Linked DNA regions of Gossypium hirsutum: region 1 is linked to region 2. A link is a contact called in public Hi-C data. All regions are on one chromosome and are shown on one strand. Each heading gives the region's core, a stretch centred on a gene start, on an enhancer-like site or on the middle of the called end of the contact. The rest is flanking DNA. Distances are from core to core; before and after follow the strand shown. Region 1 holds the start of LOC107901834. Region 2 holds the start of LOC107938543 (subtilisin-like protease SBT5.6).

Region 1 (3,249 bases), core at 492-2,991, 290 kb before region 2:
AGTAGGAGCAACAAGAGGCTGCGAACCAATGCAGCAAATATCCAGTCAAATTAAATAAAGAATATTCAAACTCACAATTGTAGAAAAGAATAGGAAGAAGATATACCTGCTTTTTAGGATAACCATGGGGCCCGGATGCATGGTTTTTTTCAGCAACATTGCTAGTTTCAGCAGTAGGAATACCGGAGGATGGAAAATTTTTTCGTTCAACTCCTTCCAATTCAACCCCTGAAGCCCCATTTGATGAAGGCAATAATTTCTCTTCATTCTCCTTCATCCCTGATTCAACCACATCAGGTACTGAACTCTTTGCAGAAAATTCCACCTCCTCTGGCACAAGTGACATGTTCTTTACCAAATTGTCAACAGCAACAGTCTCCACTGCAGAATTACTATCAACATTCTTAAGTGTGTTATTTTCAGCAGCCGTCAGAACTTCTTCAGACAAAACAGTAGCTGACTTATCCTCGGTACTATACGAGGCCGCATCAGAACCAAGATTACAGGTTTCTTCATTTGACTTCTTCTCAAAGGCTTGAGATTCGTCATCTGAACTACTGTTGCTGCTGGTACTAGAGCTCTTATCATGATCAACATGCTGAATTGAAACATGTGTGCTCTCAAGATCCTTGTTTGGTTCCCACTCTTTTACAATTTTAACATCAACATCATCCAATCCCGATCTCTCGGTGCTCTTTGCATCTTTAGCGGCATCTTCCACAGACTTCTCAGTTAGATGTGATTGTGATCTCTCTTCATCTCCGCCCTGACCAAATGAATGCTGGTGATTGTGGCCATCATGAGATGCAGGGGAACCAGCATCACCGCCATCACTGTCCCTTTCATCTTGGCTTCTCGGATCATCGTTTCCTAGCACCATTAGATAAACATCATAATAATTCCAAACCAATATGCAAACAACAAATTCACCAATCCCCTCTAAACAGGACCAAAATAGTCAAATACTAAAAAGGAAATGCACTATAACTCGAAATGTATAGACAAGTTCTTCCAATAACAAGGATTCTGGTAAAAAATTAAGTAAAATACAGGACACGCTAAAAATCACCACAAGACCCTAAAACAAAATAAACAGTAAGTGATTAAAGGAGGGCAAACCCTTTGAAAAGCAACCACATCAATTAATTAAGGGCAGGAACTAGAAATTAACATTACCTACCAACCTGATTTGTTTAACTATAGAACTCCAACAAATCAAATAAAGAACTGAATGATACATGCATATACAGAACCAAGTACGATTCAATTAAAAAGAAGTTATAAAATAAATAAAGCCCATCAAAAAACAAAACCCAAAACAGAAATTAAAAGAAAAAAAAGCAAAAAGTACCAAGTGGGTTGTTGTTAGTCGAAGGATTGATGTTGTTGGCTGCTTGCTCTTTCTTTTTCTTGGCAGCTTTTCTCTTCTTAGCACCTGATGGCATGACTGACTCCCTTCCTCCCTTTGTACCAAACCTTGTGCGGGGTGTGTGTCCCCTTCAGCCTTCTCTCTACTTGCTTATTTGGCTACTGCCCACTACTAGACAGTCACTGGTAAAGGAAAACCTAGCTGTATTGGCAAAACACAAGAAAAGACCGTAGTAGAAGTGGGTAATATTTAGTGACTGTACATTGAGAAATGAGTAGAAAAAGGCAAAGGGTGATTCAATCCCCTTCAAAAAAACCGCTCCTTTTGCCTGAATCCGTTTGAATTCACTTTGAGAATCTATATTTATGGCGTGGGTGGGTCTTGTTTTAATTTTGTCATCATTTATAGCCACATACTTATTTTGTCTAAGGAATGTTTAACATTTCAAGAAATCAAAATCTTATATATGTGACAATGCAAAATATTCTTATTTTATTTTACATTGTCAAGGTTTATAGACATTCCGAATTGGAATAAAATTAAATATTTTGTATATTAGGATCCTCATAAATTTGTATCACTTCGATTCGGACGTTGAAAAATTTAATTAATTACAAAAAGAGAGTAGGATCCAAATTAATTACGAAAAAAAAAATGTTTGCTAATTTTAGGTACTGCTTAATACATTGGTCGGTAGCACCAATAAACTTTTTAAAAAAAGTTTTCAAGAAAAAAAAAGCTAAATAAGTGAAAAAAGAAAATTTAATTGGTGCTGTCAATTTGTATAAAAAATATTTCTTTTAATTCAACCCATTTGATTAAATAAAAAAAAAGCTATGGTTTTAAGGGTTAAATGCAAGGAAAAAGGCATTAAGGCGTTAAATACAGAAAAAAGGTTATTGTCTTGTTTGAATCACAAACCAACTTTTTTTTTTAGCATTTTTTTCTTATCAGTCTCTTTTTTAAAATTTATAATTTATTGGTGTCATCAATATATCAAGGACACCCAAATTACTGTAACAAACACCCGGTTTTTGTAATAATTTGTTCTCAATCCCATTTTTGTAATTAATTAATTTTTAGTATTATTTTTATAAAAAAAAGTCTATTGCTTCCTTCCTACTACTTGATTTTCTCTATTGTTCCAATGAATTCTTCACAAGTATGTTTTTTCACTGATTTTATTTTTTTATCTACATATTTAATCATTTATATAGTAAATTGTTGACATATTATATTTATTTCTATTGTTTTTCTGTCTTTTCTTTTTAATGTATATAATTGTAAAAATATGATAATTAATAATTTCTTTTTTCCATTGTTTAATAAAAACATTTGTTAAAATTACTTCCTTCCAAATAAAATAATAAGTAATGTTGTCATTAAATTTTCATTCACTTTAACATAAAAAAAAAATTATTGAGAGATACAATTCAAAACTATATGAGCAAATTTCCCCAAAATACAGTGTTTTTTTTAAAAAAAAATTATCGGATTTGGCTGTAATTTTTAAAATTACGGGATTAGATCAGAATAATAAAAAAGTTTCCACTTGAAAGGGTTTTTAGTGAATTTGCAACTAAAAGCGTTTTCAACATATTAACAAAATAACACTTTCAACTAAAAATATTTTTATTATTTCAGCTGAATCCGTAATTATTCAAAATTTTACCCAAACTAAAAATTTAAATATAAAATTTATTTACTTAGTTATTTTTGAAGTGTGAAATTTTGATTTTAGTGAAATAAATAAAAAGAGATGGGAGGAGTGGTGTGGAATTTGCCAAGCGGATGCTAGTTTGGCGTGATACAATGGAGGAAAATTTTATGTGTTGATTAAGATGGGATTTAAATGAGGGAAGCCACGTGGCTTTTCAGAT
Region 2 (3,415 bases), core at 490-2,989:
TTTTAAAAAAATATTAATTAAATTAAAGTGTAGAGATTAAATAACTATGGGGTGTAACCATAGAATTGATCCTTTGATATAATCAAAGAACCTTAGCGGGTCCTATCAATCCAAATAGAATAGGGTCCTCCTTTCCTCAAAGATTATTGGATTTATTAGGAATCATTTTCAGATTGTTTTCACGAGATTTTGACACATGAACCAACCTCGAAAAAGTAGAATAGAGAACCCAAAAAGAACTCCTCAATATGCAATAAAATTTGCGTGGTATTCAACAAATTATATAAAGTTCATCGAAAGTAAATTAGATGAAAGGGAAAATTTTCTCAAACCTTTTATTAAATATGGTTTGATTAATAGGACAAAAATATCATATAAGTTAAGGAAAAACATATGTTCACACGTTTGAGCCCTTAAATAGTTTTTAATTGAATTTAAAATTTAGCTTTAAGTATCTAGGGTAAAGTTTAGAGTTTTAGGATTTAAAATGGGAAAGTTTAAGGTTTTAGAATTTTATAAAAAAAATATTATTATAAAGAATGAATGCTGGAACCCATACATGAAGTGGCAAGTCAAGCCGAATAGCGGAATAGAAAGCAAAGAACGAAAATTCACTCACTTGTTGCAATTGGATGAGTTAAAAGCGACTCCTCCTTGGCAGATTCCTTTCCATGATTTTGGGGTGGGATCCATTCCTTGGTCACTGAAGCTCGGTGATTCCGGCCATACACCTAAATTGATAAGACCCCCAAAACATTAAAACAATCCAATAATTACATAATACATTTAGAAAAATGAATTATTTGCTACTAAGTTATCCGAATACAACAAAAGCAATAATGCCTGAGACAGTCACGAATGATCTAAAAAGATGGTATTGGAATTCATATATAGTTTTAAATTATAATTGCAAAGCGTTTTTACCGCTATCCATCACTCCAATAATGACATTTTTGCCATGTTTAGCTTTTGACAACAAGTCTTCTCCTCCAATCTTAAGCTTTTCCCATGAATAGCTATCTCCTTCATCTAAGCCAACAAATTCCCATGACCTTGTTGTCTGCACTGAGTGCTTTCCATGTGAAGGAAACACTGACAAAAGCCCATCCATTCCTGTGAGGAAAAATGAAAACCCAAGCATTGTTATTAGGTATTAATTTCAGAAATGGAGATGAAGAAATATGGTGCTAATGAGTCACCCACCAGAGAGCTTGGAGGCTTCATCTGGTGTAAGCTTTGCAGCAAAGCCATTGATGCTGTGTTTGTAGCTGTAAAGAAGGGAAGATTTAGCATCTTCTTCAGATTCTTTGACTGAAAGTAAGTATGAGATATGGGTTTTCTCAATCTCATGCAAAGCTTTCTCCCCATTGTTGTGCTGCCCCAAGTAAACTATATACACCTACATAGACAATAAATATATATATTTTACATGAAAATTAGAGTTCCAAGAGAGAACTTTACTACTGAAAGATGTTGAAGAAATAATAGAAGAGTTACGAGAAACAGAAAAACTACTTTTTTCTCAACAGATGAGGCCAAGATAGGAACGACAATCAAGAGTAGAAGGAAACAAGAGATAGTGTTCTTCATGGCAAATAACGGTACTGAGTATTGTCAATCCTATGGAGAGATAATGTTATATTTATAAGCGTCTTGATGAATTGTTTATACTTTATGCTGATAATTACAACTCTTTCACTTTACATGATATATGGACTGTTATATGGTTTTGAAAAATCTTCTTAGCATTTACTGTATTTACAGATAAATATGGTAATCTATAATTGAAAAAAAAAATAAAGTATATCTTTAATTAAAGATAATTGTGCCTTTAAAAATTACCATCTTTAAAATAAGTTATATTGTTATGATAATATTTTTATTTTTTAAATTTTTAAGAAAATCAACATAAAATTTACATATATTGACATTTGAACCCATTCCTTTAATTTTATTTTGATATTTTATGCATTTCAATATTATTTGACAAACATTTCAATGTTTCACCAACATTGTTTGTATATTTATCTTTTATACTATTATTTAAATCTCTAATTGAGCTTGTGTCACATGTCAATCGAAGGTCAACCCAATTGAAAAATTATTAAATTGCCCTTACAATTTTGAAATAAGTTATATTCTTACAAAAGTACTTTTGTTTTTTTTTTTTATGTTTTTAATAAAATCAATATAAAATTTACATATGATGAGATAATTTATATTCTTAATATAGTGTATTTATTTATTTTTTAAAAAATTACTCGCAATTTAAAATATTTTTTTTAATTTTAATTCCCTATATATTATATAAATATTATTATTAATAATTTCAAACTTTACCTAAATTATTTAAATATTTAATTTTCACACCCATATGAATTGTGATAAAATTCGAAACTCCAGTTTTACATCAGTCAACTCATGAGTTTTTATTAAATATATTTATTTGATGATAAATAAAACAATTATAATTAAAATTATTTTATCTTTAAAGTTTTTATTTTTTATTAAAATGTAATTTACTAAATAATTAATAAAAGCATCCTTTAACGTTATGCCTAGGTTTTTACTTTTCTTAATCAGGGTTAAAAGTAGGGGTGAACGTTCGATCGAATCGAGTGAAAAAAATTCGAGTTAATTGAGTTAACGAGTCTTATTTTATCATACTACCTCGATTTGAATTTTTTTAATGGAGTCGAGTGAAATGAAATTCAAGTCGACTCGAATCGAATCGAGTGAAATTATTCAAGTTAAATTAAAAAATTAAACATCCCAAATTAAAATATTGTTACAATATAACTAGTTCCATGTTAGAGGATATAAATTTGAAACCATATATATATTTGAAAACTTTTTCAAAACAAAATAAGAAGAAAAAAAAGTATTTTTAACATGATAAACTTGAATCATTAATTAATTTATTAACATCCCAAAATTATTATTTTAATTTTTAAATTTTTAAATTTCTTTATGTAATACCCAATTTTAGCCCGGGCTCACATATGGAAACATAATTTTTGAGGATATGCAATCTTAGATATGATATGCAATCTTAGATATGATATGTAATCTTAGAAGATATGATTCTGTAATCTTAGAGATTTAATTTGTAGATACCCTTTAATCTCAGCCGTTGATGTAATTGATCTGTACCGTTGGATTTGGGGAGGCTCAACTATAAATAGAGGCCTCTCCCTTCATTGTAAAAAAAAAAGAGAAAAGAGGAGGAGGAATAAAAAAAGAACGATTGGCAGTTTTTTAAAGGTGGCTTACTATTTTTTTCTTTCGATTATTTTTTTTTACTTATTTACAATTTTAAAAAAGGGAGAAGGTGATACCACTGCGAATTTTATTTATTTATTTTATTTAGCCCCTCCACCTTTTAATGTTTTTGTAATTAAGTTTTCTTTATTTT

The links. Hi-C and Micro-C count contacts between places; a contact is called where the count stands out from the background.
Region 1: a Hi-C map of leaf shows a contact between it and region 2, with 2.0 times the contacts expected there. The contact joins the promoter of LOC107901834 here to the promoter of LOC107938543 in region 2. A contact is called at or near these places in 3 of 34 Hi-C or Micro-C datasets (hypocotyl and leaf).

The regions. Positions count from the first base shown.
Region 1 is chrD06:51,362,933-51,366,181 of Gossypium_hirsutum_v2.1, reverse strand. It overlaps LOC107901834, which reads right to left and starts at 1,741. Exons shown (of 3, transcript XM_016827992.2): 1 at 1,352-1,741; 2 at 107-870; 3 at 1-18. The coding sequence starts at 1,445.
Region 2 is chrD06:51,075,674-51,079,088 of Gossypium_hirsutum_v2.1, reverse strand. It overlaps LOC107938543 (subtilisin-like protease SBT5.6), which reads right to left and starts at 1,739. Exons shown (of 9, transcript XM_041095853.1): 1 at 1,516-1,739; 2 at 1,204-1,399; 3 at 925-1,113; 4 at 620-731. The coding sequence starts at 1,590.